Linked DNA regions of Sus scrofa: region 1 is linked to region 2. The links are chromatin contacts, called in public Hi-C maps. All regions are on one chromosome and are shown on one strand. The core of a region is the stretch at or near the end of the contact, and the rest is flanking DNA. Distances in the headings are between cores, read along the strand shown. Region 1 has its middle 2.9 kb from the start of CCER1. Region 2 overlaps LOC102159901 (a long non-coding RNA gene).

Evidence for each region. Hi-C and Micro-C count contacts between places; a contact is called where the count stands out from the background.
Region 1: a Hi-C map of adipocytes shows a contact between it and region 2, with 6 times the contacts expected there. The contact joins two enhancer-like sites. A contact is called at or near these places in 1 of 5 promoter capture datasets (fetal skeletal muscle), 27 of 47 Hi-C or Micro-C datasets (adipocytes, adipose tissue, alveolar macrophages and 15 more) and 2 of 2 datasets of contacts at active chromatin or transcription factors (alveolar macrophages and skeletal muscle).

What each region holds. Positions count from the first base shown.
Region 1 is chr5:91,878,770-91,883,422 of Sscrofa11.1, forward strand. No RefSeq gene overlaps it. Among named protein-coding and RNA genes, the nearest start is that of CCER1, 2.9 kb to the right of the region's middle. Within about 2 kb of position 1,277, at least 1 of the 83 cell types and tissues checked has an H3K27ac peak or open chromatin away from gene starts, as enhancers often do. A contact at or near this core is called in adipose tissue, where this site is marked.
Region 2 is chr5:91,553,433-91,558,734 of Sscrofa11.1, forward strand. All of the region lies in intron 4 of LOC102159901 (a long non-coding RNA gene), which reads left to right. Among named protein-coding and RNA genes, the nearest start is that of DCN, 120 kb to the right of the region's middle. Within about 2 kb of position 3,954, at least 13 of the 83 cell types and tissues checked have an H3K27ac peak or open chromatin away from gene starts, as enhancers often do. A contact at or near this core is called in adipose tissue, where this site is marked.

The DNA of each region.
Region 1 (4,653 bases), core at 27-2,526, 320 kb after region 2:
GATGAGGTCATGAGGTAGAGCCCTCATGATGGGATTAGTGGCCGCATAAGAAGAGGAGGGAAAAGAACGTGTGTGTGTGTGTGTGTGTGTGTGTGTGTGTGTGTGTACTAAAGAAAGGCCACGTGAAGACCTTACAAGAAGCCCCATCTGCAAGCTAGGAGGAGAGCTCCCACCAGAAACCAAAGCAACCAAGACCTTGATTGTGGACTTTCTACCCTCCAAAACTGTGAGAGAGAAAATTCTACTGTTTAAGCCACCCAGGCTATGGAGTTTGTTATGGAAACAGACTAATATAGATACCAAGCTCAGTGTTATCTTTTTTGTATGCCACAGTGGCTTCCAAGCGGCCAAAGGCCTTCGAGTCACATTCAAGGAAACATTTCTGGGGTCTAAAGAAGTCTTCCAGCAAGGATAAAGATGACCCCAGCAGGCAGGGCTGACAACTCACTAGACATAGCAGGAACAGTGCCTGGGGCCAGAGATAATTTTAGGAACTTTGCATGTTTTCTTTTTGACAGAAAACTAATTATAATATTAATAAACACACAATAAAGAATCCAGCCTGGATTATATTCGTCTTTACAGCAACAAGACATAAACTCTAATTTTCATTTTTTAATGGAGAAAAGGGCCCATGCATTTATAATGCCCTGCCTATCTAAACTACCAATGATCTCAGATCTCCCCACAAATGACATGAAATACCTCTTTGTCCTCCCACCCTTCTCAGGACTCCATCATTACAACATCATGAGGGGTAGGGCAGGGAGTTGCAGCAAAACAAACAAGAAAGAGAGTCATAGGGTCTGTTATAGGGTCAGTAAAATTTTCAAGTGGTGATAGTGAATAATACATACACAGAGTACTATTATGAATATAAAATTCACATCCTTCTCTTTAAATCTGCAGCAATATTGCCTTGGTAGTCATCTCATTACAAAGTTAACTTTCTCGTCATAATTTGCTTAAATATTAGGATAATGCATAAATGGAAAATATCACGTGGTGTCCTCTGGTGTGAAACATGACTCACTAAACTGCGAACTAACCCACAACTTCTCAAATTATAAAGAGAAAGCAAGGAGTCATTTTTTTTTTTTTTCTGGCTGTGGCAATGCTTGATCTCAGTTCCCAAATCAAGGATTGAAACCAGACTGCACACAGGTGAAAAAGCCGAGTTCTAACCATTAGGCCACAGGGAACTCAGCAGTGAGTCATTGTGAATCTCTTTATCTCACTTTCAAAAAGTCAGTAAGGTTTAATTCCTTGTATTTAGCTTTGTAACCACTAGGTGGTGGTGACCTCTTTGGTTTTAAATTACACCTCGGGGTGGAAAAAGGCAGGTTTTCGAGAGTGCATAAAATGAGTTCTATTTACTTTTTGTACATCCTGACGCTGTACTGGCTACAAAAACATTCTTTGCATCTCATTTCTCTGACCGAATGTATCAGATACATTCAAATTTCTCTAAAGAATTTTATTTACAAGTTTAATTAGCTGAGGTTTACTTTCCATAAGCCAATCAAAAAATACTAAAATCTAATAAATATACCTAATTTCACCACACTAGAGTAAAAGAATAATTAATATTGGCAACCTGGATTAATTTAAATAAGGCATTTTTGATGAAACATTTTTTTATAAAGTATCTAACTTCACACAGTTTCTTTTGTATAAGGACGTCAACTGACTGAATTCTGAATGTTACTACTGCCATCAAGTGTTAGAATTCACTCTTTTCAAGTCACCCAAATGCACAAAAACTAACACCAAGACTGCAGTTTTCAATTTAACAACATAATGCTCTGAAAAAACATAAAGCAGAACAAAACCCATGCTGTCATAAGCACTTGTCAGCATTTCAAAATACAGCAATATCATTAAACTCTCCCCAAGGTGTAACCACATCATATAAAGGACACATTTTACTACATTTACTTGAAGTGGGTGGTAGACAGACTCTAAGATGACCCCCAACGATTCCCTGCCTCCTGGTATTCATGCCTTTGCGTAAGCCTCTCTCCTTCAGAGCTGGTAGGATGGGCCTTGCTTCTAACCAATAGGATTTGTCAGAGGTGATGGAGGTCACAAAGTCAAACAAGCCCCCTGATTATGATACGCGTGTGTGTGTGTGAGTAAGAGAGAGAAAAATTGTGCCAGGAAGCACTAAGGAGATGCTCTGGACTGGCTTGATGGAGGGAGTAGCCATGTGGGCGAACCCATGGCAGGGATCTCTGGTCAGCCTCTAGGAAGGCCCATTGTCCTCTACGACCGGCATGTTTCAAAACCTGTAGGTAGGCCTCCTCCAGCCAACAGGTAGCTAAAAGGAGGGGCCCTCAGTTCTACAGCCGCAAGAAACAAATTCTGCCAATAATAGGAATAATCTTGGGAATAAAATGCTCCTGAATTGAGCTCCAGGATAAGAACCCAAACGACCAAAGGCTGTGATCACAACCCAGGGAGACTCTGAGCAGAAGACACAACTAAGTTGTCCCTGGATCCCAGACCCTTGGAAACTCTGAGACAACAAAGGTATGTTGTTTAAGTAACTGCATTTGTGGGATTTTTATGTAGCAATATAAATGAATGCAGTACATAAAAACATGGTTGCTGTATTTTAATGCTGAATCAAAACATTTCATTTTGCAGTATGTGAAGAGTGTGGGTCAATTTTTAAAGTCTTAAAAATTTCTTAATTGCATGTCTGACAGTGGTGTTTAACATGTTCTGGTGCTAATTTTCTTGGGTGAATTACCAGGATATGAGTAATCTGTATTACAGTGTCAAACTATTGAAAAAAAAATCACATTTCTCTTAAGAAGAAGAGTGAGGCAAAACAACCCTGCAATAATGTTTTTTTAAGAGGAAGAATAAATATGAAAGTTGTAATATTTCACCATGAAAAATTGTGTAAAGCCACTCTTATTTGCATAAGGTTTACACCATGATAAAAAGAAATGTCCTTGATTATCCGTGAGTTAATCTTTCTTTCAACAAAGAAGAAGTCGATGGGAATTTCACAACAGGAACATGTTCAATTCCTAGAGCTCTTAATTAAAACTCAGTATCGTATACCACATATGTTCTTAGAAAAATAAATTTGGACTATCACCACACTGCCTCAGGCTACACAGATCAGGGGGTGAGCCACCACAAAATGTGTGAGTCTACCTCCAAAAAGGGACACTGGAGACTAAAAATGTCAGCATTCTGCACTTGGAGTCAAGTAGGTTCCTCTCTTCAGCAAACCACAGAGCAAATGAACTTGAATGAAGCCTGCAGAGTCTATGGGTCCCACAGCAAAGGGTGGAGCGCTGATCCAAGAACTCCCATACTGTTCTCAATTTGCAACAGGAGAGCATAAAGGAACTTTGCAAGCATCAGGCTTCCCCCACTTTGCTTCTCTGTCATTTTATGGGTGCTTGTGCAGACTCAGGTTCCATTTTGCACAATTACACTCACCACAGGAAGGTAATAAAGGGACAGATATACTCAATGGTTTTCTGTAGGATCACGGCTGGTAGCACTTTCTCGACATTTTCCAAAAGTGGGACAAGAAAGGGACACATGCATGGGGATGTCTATTTTCACATCAGGCACAGGGTTAGTTATCTTTACATATACTGTACCATGGTCTTTAAATGTCCCAAAGCACATAAACATAACAATGACGACAGGTCACACTTAGTGAGTGCTCAGAGGGTACTTGTGCTAAGAGCTTTATTTTCAATCCTTAATACAACTCCACAGAACAGGTACTATATACTTAGGGTATGGGTAAGGAACTGGAGGCTTCCAGAGGTTAATAATGGGTGAGCTGAGCTTGAAGTACCTCTATTTTTTAATAGACTTTGTACTTTGGTAGCAGTTTTAAATTCATAGCCAAAGTGAGCAGAAGGCACAGAGATTTCCCCATGTACCCACCCTCCCCAGAGCCTCCCACATCATCTCATCCCACACAGGGTGGCACATTTGTTAACTAATGAACCTAAGTTGGCACGTCATTATCACCAAAAGTCCATAGTGTCCATTAGAGGTCACTCTTGATGTTGTCCCCTCTAAAGATTTGGACAAATGTATAACTGCGTGGATCCGCCCTATAGTATCAGTCAGGGTAGGCTCTTATCTATTTAAATCAAAGCCCATGGCATCACTTAGATCTGGAATCTAATATACGGCACAAATGAAGCTTCCACAGAAAAGAAAATCATGGACTTGGAGAATAGACTTGTGGTTGCCAAGGGGGAGGGTGGGATGGATGGGGTGCTTGGGGTTCATAGATGCAGACTACTGCCTTTGGAATGGATTAGCAATGAGATCCTCCTGTGTAGAACTGGCAACTATGTCTGGTCACTTATGATAGAGCAAAATAATATGAGACAAAAGAAGGTATACATGTATGTGTGACTGGGTCAGCATGCTGTACAGCAGAAAACGGACAGAACACTATAAATCAGACACAATGGAAAAAAAAAATCATTGTATAAAAAAAAATCAAAGCCCATATCCTAACTATAATACTATAAAGACTCCCAAGTTACCACTGTCTGGTTCACTAAAGGAAAAACGTAATTGGCATACTAGCATTCTTAAGAGCAAATCCACTGTATACATCCTGGTAATGTTTAGTCAATAGGAATTTGATTACAATTG
Region 2 (5,302 bases), core at 2,704-5,203:
TTCTGTGCCCAGGCAGCCTATGTTTTTAAGTCTCAGCACAGTATGCAATACATTTCATGAGATATTCAACACTCTAAATTAGGAGTTGTGTTAGATGATTTGCCCAGCTGTAGGCTGATGTAAGTGTTCTGGTTAAGGGAGGCTAAACTTTGATGTTTTGGTAGGTTAGGTGTATTAAGAGCATTGTTAACACAGGATATTTTCAGTTTGGACTCCATCGTAAAGTGAGGAAGATGTGTATTCTTCAAGTTGCCAGCTAAACTACTGAAACAGAAGCTCTGTAGGGTAGGAACTTTGGAATCACATTTAAAGAAACTTCTCCAGATAATTATTATGTGCAGTATAGTTGAGAACATTCTGGTTTTAAAAAACAGTTGCTAAAAGCAATAGCTTCACAATATAGTCAAAACAAAACAAAACAGCACAGGTTTCGCAGAGACAAATCAGGTTTGTGTGGCTTGAAACGCTAACATGTTGGGAGTCTTCTTTATGGAATAAAATAAAACAATTTGAAATAGAAAATTGGATACAGTATCTTCAGAGTAAATCAATTTCTGATGCTTAAATACCGAGGCCAGCTTCACATTTGCTCATTCTGGACATGTTTCTGGGCCATTCTGACTTGAGAATGATGGCCTCAGGGGGTTGTTAAGTCCAAATAAGCCAATAGCCCTTCATAAACGGTGAGTCACCCTACAATTGCAGAAGGTGCCATCCTCTTCACCTCTGATTACCTAGTTCATATGCAAGGGTGTTAAGTGAACAAAGAAAACAGCTAGGGGTTGTGTCAGGGCTGGAGCTGCTGGCCTATACCACTGCCACAGCAACACCAGAACCAAACCATGTCTGCAACCTACAATGCAGCTCAGGGCAATGCAGGATCCTCACAGCTTAAGATTGTGAGATACTTAGTTGGACAACTATGCACACTTATGGTCCATGCTCTTCAATGATTTTTGAGAAATCCAGCACTCCAATACACTCAGCCCTTAGTGAGTATTTGCTAATTAAAAGGTTGATTGAATGATGAATGAATGGGTGAGGGAATAAATGAAAGGAAAGGCTCATGGCCCACTCCTTGCTATCATTGGGTATGATTAGGCAAAACTTCAGAAGTGACTTATTCTTTGGAAGATTGTTTAAATTAACTTTCTGCTGGGATATATGTGTTGAGTTGAGTTGGGTAGAGTTTATCTGTAAGGATCTCCTGGAGGAAGAGCCTTTTTGCAAAGTTTTGAAAGGAAGGATATACTGTGTTTACAAAAAGGAACAGGAAAACCCCTCTAAAGGGCACTTTGTTCATTTCCATTCCAATATTAGCATACCAATGGTACTCACTCCACTTGTACATCAAGGTGGTTTCACTGAAAAGTATTTAGGCTTTTAAAACAAGCAAAATTTGGGAGTTCCTATTGTGATGCAGTGGTTAACAAATCCCACTAAGAACCATGAGGTTGCAGATTCAATCCCTGGCCTTGCTCAGTGGGTTAAGGATCCGGCGTTGCCGTGAGCTGTGGTGTAGGTTGCAGGTGCAGCTTGGATCCCACGTTGCTGTGGCGTAGGCCGGTGGCTACAGCTCTGACTGAACCCCTAGCCTGGGAACCTCCATATGCTGCCAGAGCAGCCCAAGAAATGGCAAAAAGACAAAAAAAAAAAAAAAAAAAAAAAAAAACCAAGCAAAATTAATATTTACTAAGTGTCCTCTGTAGAAAGGGCACAGGAAATTACACTAAAATTTCACCATAGCCCATGAAGTTTTTCTTACCGGAAAACTGGGGCTTCAGGAGCTTAGTAACTGCCCAAGATCACAAGATCTTGGATATTACATAAGATACTGGGGTAAGTTTCAAACCCAAACTCTGGTTTAATATGTTTGTTCTCCTACTATATAAGTTTAAGTAGCAAAATACTATTTTTTGCATTTTGTAAAAGTATGAGTAGACAAAGTGCCTCTCTATTTTAATCATTTCCCTGTTGAGGAAATAATTTTTAATTATATGCATTAATTTTATAACATTTTCTATAATACTAGGGTCATAAAATGCTATGCATTTCCTGGTAATGGTCCCCCGACTGTGGCTAAATCCCACCTTCCTACATACAATGTGGTAAAATACAAGGAACTCAAGTTACGCATACCCACACTTTGTACATACCGCAGACACACACATGCACACATATATATGTAGAAAATTTTTTATGTATCATTTTTTGAAAGCAGGATTTTAAAAAGAAACATTAAACATGATGTTTAATGATGTTTAAATGCTTGCTTGCTCACATATTGAAATATATGTAGGCTAAAGTACATGAAATTAACTACAAAATAGACTAGTTTGTAAGCTGAGGTGAAAAAAGTCAGGAACATTCTGGATATACTGGTGGAATGTGCAATCAATGCTTCTGTTTTATTGCCATGTCCTCTATGAATTTTAATTAAACATATATCAGAAGAAATAAAAATGTGATGGAAGCTACAGTTTAGAGAAAATGAATTTATCAAATAGCTGCAAGCAGCTTTTTTTTACTTTATTCAGGGGATCATGAAATCCTGCAGTCCTGAAGAACCCTGCCTTCGACTTGCTTATACAAGCAAATATACATTGATGTATGTTCTTGTGTGTGTGTGTCTATGTCTGAAGAGATAGAGCACATACTTTTAAGACCCACCCTTTTCTTGAGCTTAAAAAACCAAGTTTAAGCCATCTTGATCTTTACTCTCTAAATATTTAAATCTTCTGTTATTTTTCTTCCAGTCATCTCTGATAATTCTTTTACTTTATACTGACAATGTGGCAAAATCAGAGGACACTTTTTTTTTTTATCGTTTTTGGGCCACACTTGCAGCATATGAGGTTCCCAGGCTAGGGGTCAAATTGCAGCCATAGGCACCAGCCTACGCCAGAGCCACAGCAACATGGGATCTTTAACCCACTGAGCGAGGCCAGGGATCAAACCTGGGTCTTCATGGATGCCAGTCAGATTTGTTTCCACTGAGCCGTGATGGGAACTCTGCAGAGGACACATATTTTAGATGCATGTGCTTTATGACTGTTTGGGGTGCAAATTAAATGTAAGAGGGCAAACCCCAAATACCAAGTGTGTGGCCAAATTACAGAGGTTTGTGCATCCATAGGGAGAGGCAGATATAGGGATTCTAATTAGGAAAATTACATCTATATACCTCTATCTATATCTTTATAGTCTCTGGGGTCCCAGAGGTTCATACATAATGTTAAGCCTCTTTGGAAGTTTTTGTTTGTTTGTTTTGTCTTCTTAGGGCCACACCCGCAGCATGTGGAGGTTCCCAGGCTAGAGGTCTAATCAGAGCTGTAGCTGCCGGCCTACACCACAGCCACAGCAATGCCAGATCCGAACCATGTTTGCAACCAACAACACAGTTCACGGCAGTGCCAGATCCTCAACCCACTGAGCGAGGCCAGGATCAAACCGGCAACCTCTTGGTTCCTAGTTGGATTCATTTCCGCTGCACCACAATGGAACTCCAGAAGTTCTTCGTATTGACTTTTAACTTGAAATTCCAAATAATTTTTGCAATTCAGTTCCAAGTGATTCTGTAAAATGTCTGCTTTCACGTTAATTTTCAGAGTTCAGGAATCGTGGATGTGTACTATTGATTCAGTTCCCAAATTCTGGTATTTGTCTCAATAGAAAAAAAATGCATAAGAAACTCCAGATTCAAAAGTGCCCAATAGTTAGCTCAGAGCATGCCAAAGTTGTCAAATGATATTACAGTTATATTCTTTAAAGCGCTTGAAAAAAGCTGGATAACATTGTGTAAAAAGCTGGATTTTATGGCTCTATCTGTGCCAAAGAGATTGTCCAACAGAAAGCACCCTGGTAAGCCTAATTATTACTCCACATATGGTACGTGGCATTATAAGCTCTTTTGAGGTTTTTGGAAAGGGAGAGCTATGATTGACAACCACAGCAGGGCGTGCTGAAGATTTTTAACTCCATCTCCTAACAATCCCATATTGGCAGGGCTAAGACAGAAAATGCTGTTTCAGTAATCATTCTCTCGTGCATTTATTTTCAGGGCAAATAATTTTGTTAAAACTTACAGGGTAGAGTGGAGAAGGAAGTGATATAAAAATAGTACATATATTCAGTAATGATTGTTCTTCACAATATGGCAATTTATAAGAGCAGCTTTCATCTCTCACTTTAAAATCACAGCAGCCTTTGTGATACCTTATTTAGGGAATAACGTAGAATCTGTTTTGGAGTACAATTTAAGGTAAATGTTAAGAAAACATTTTGATTAGTATGTGTGGGTGGTTGCACTAAGAAAATATGTTGGGAGAATGAACTCAGAGAAACCTGGAAGCAATCAGTCATGTATCAGATTTGCTTCTATGCTTTAATTGCTTATGTTTGAGAAGCATCTCAGAGAGAAAAGAGGACATGTAAGGAAGAGGGTTGTTTTATACTTATGGTTTCAATAGGTCAATCCAATGCGAACTATTTCTAAGTCAAATTTGTAGATATCTCAACATGGCTTAAAACAAAATTCTGACATCCCCTGACCTCCATCTCTGAAGCATTTTAAAGGTCATCTTCATCTGTTTAGTTGCAGAATCTTATGCTTAGCAGTCATTGTACCAGTGGAGGGCACACCCAGAATGTTCAAGACCAGGACATGTGAAAGGTGTTTGCACATATTAAACAGTAATTATGATTACACCAAGCTGTGTAGGATTTCAAAAGCCTTTGACTGTCCAAGTCCAGGAAACTTAGTAAATTCCTGGCAACACTTCTTCCTTGTTTTTGATAAAATAAATAATCCTCTTCTCTAGCAAAACAAAGGGATATTCTTCTCTAGTGTTTTATTCTAAATATTAAAAACAGAACACTACTTGAAATTAAGGACTATCTTATCTTACAGTTAAGGGCAGAGTAACTGGGTGCAAACAATTAATAGTCCCAGTAGATCTCTAGCCATGATCAAGGCGAAAAGAAAGTCCTGACATCAGGATTCGAGATAGCATTTTGTTCTTTTGTGGTTATTTCAAAGATTATTTTAAAACAAAATCAGGTATAGTTTATTACTGTCATTTAAAAGATGAGGAAAACCAAACCCGGATTTTAATTCAGCTTTTACTTACATTTTTAAGTTGAAGTTGGATTAACTCTTTGGAGATATGACATCATAATAAGGTTAAAATAATATTTACCACTTCATTTTTCCCTCTGAAAGTGGAGTAGTTAATGTTCTTGGTCTCTGCTGCTATTGCTGTTTTCTCCAAAAGGTGGCAGTTGTGTACTCCTTTTCTTTCTC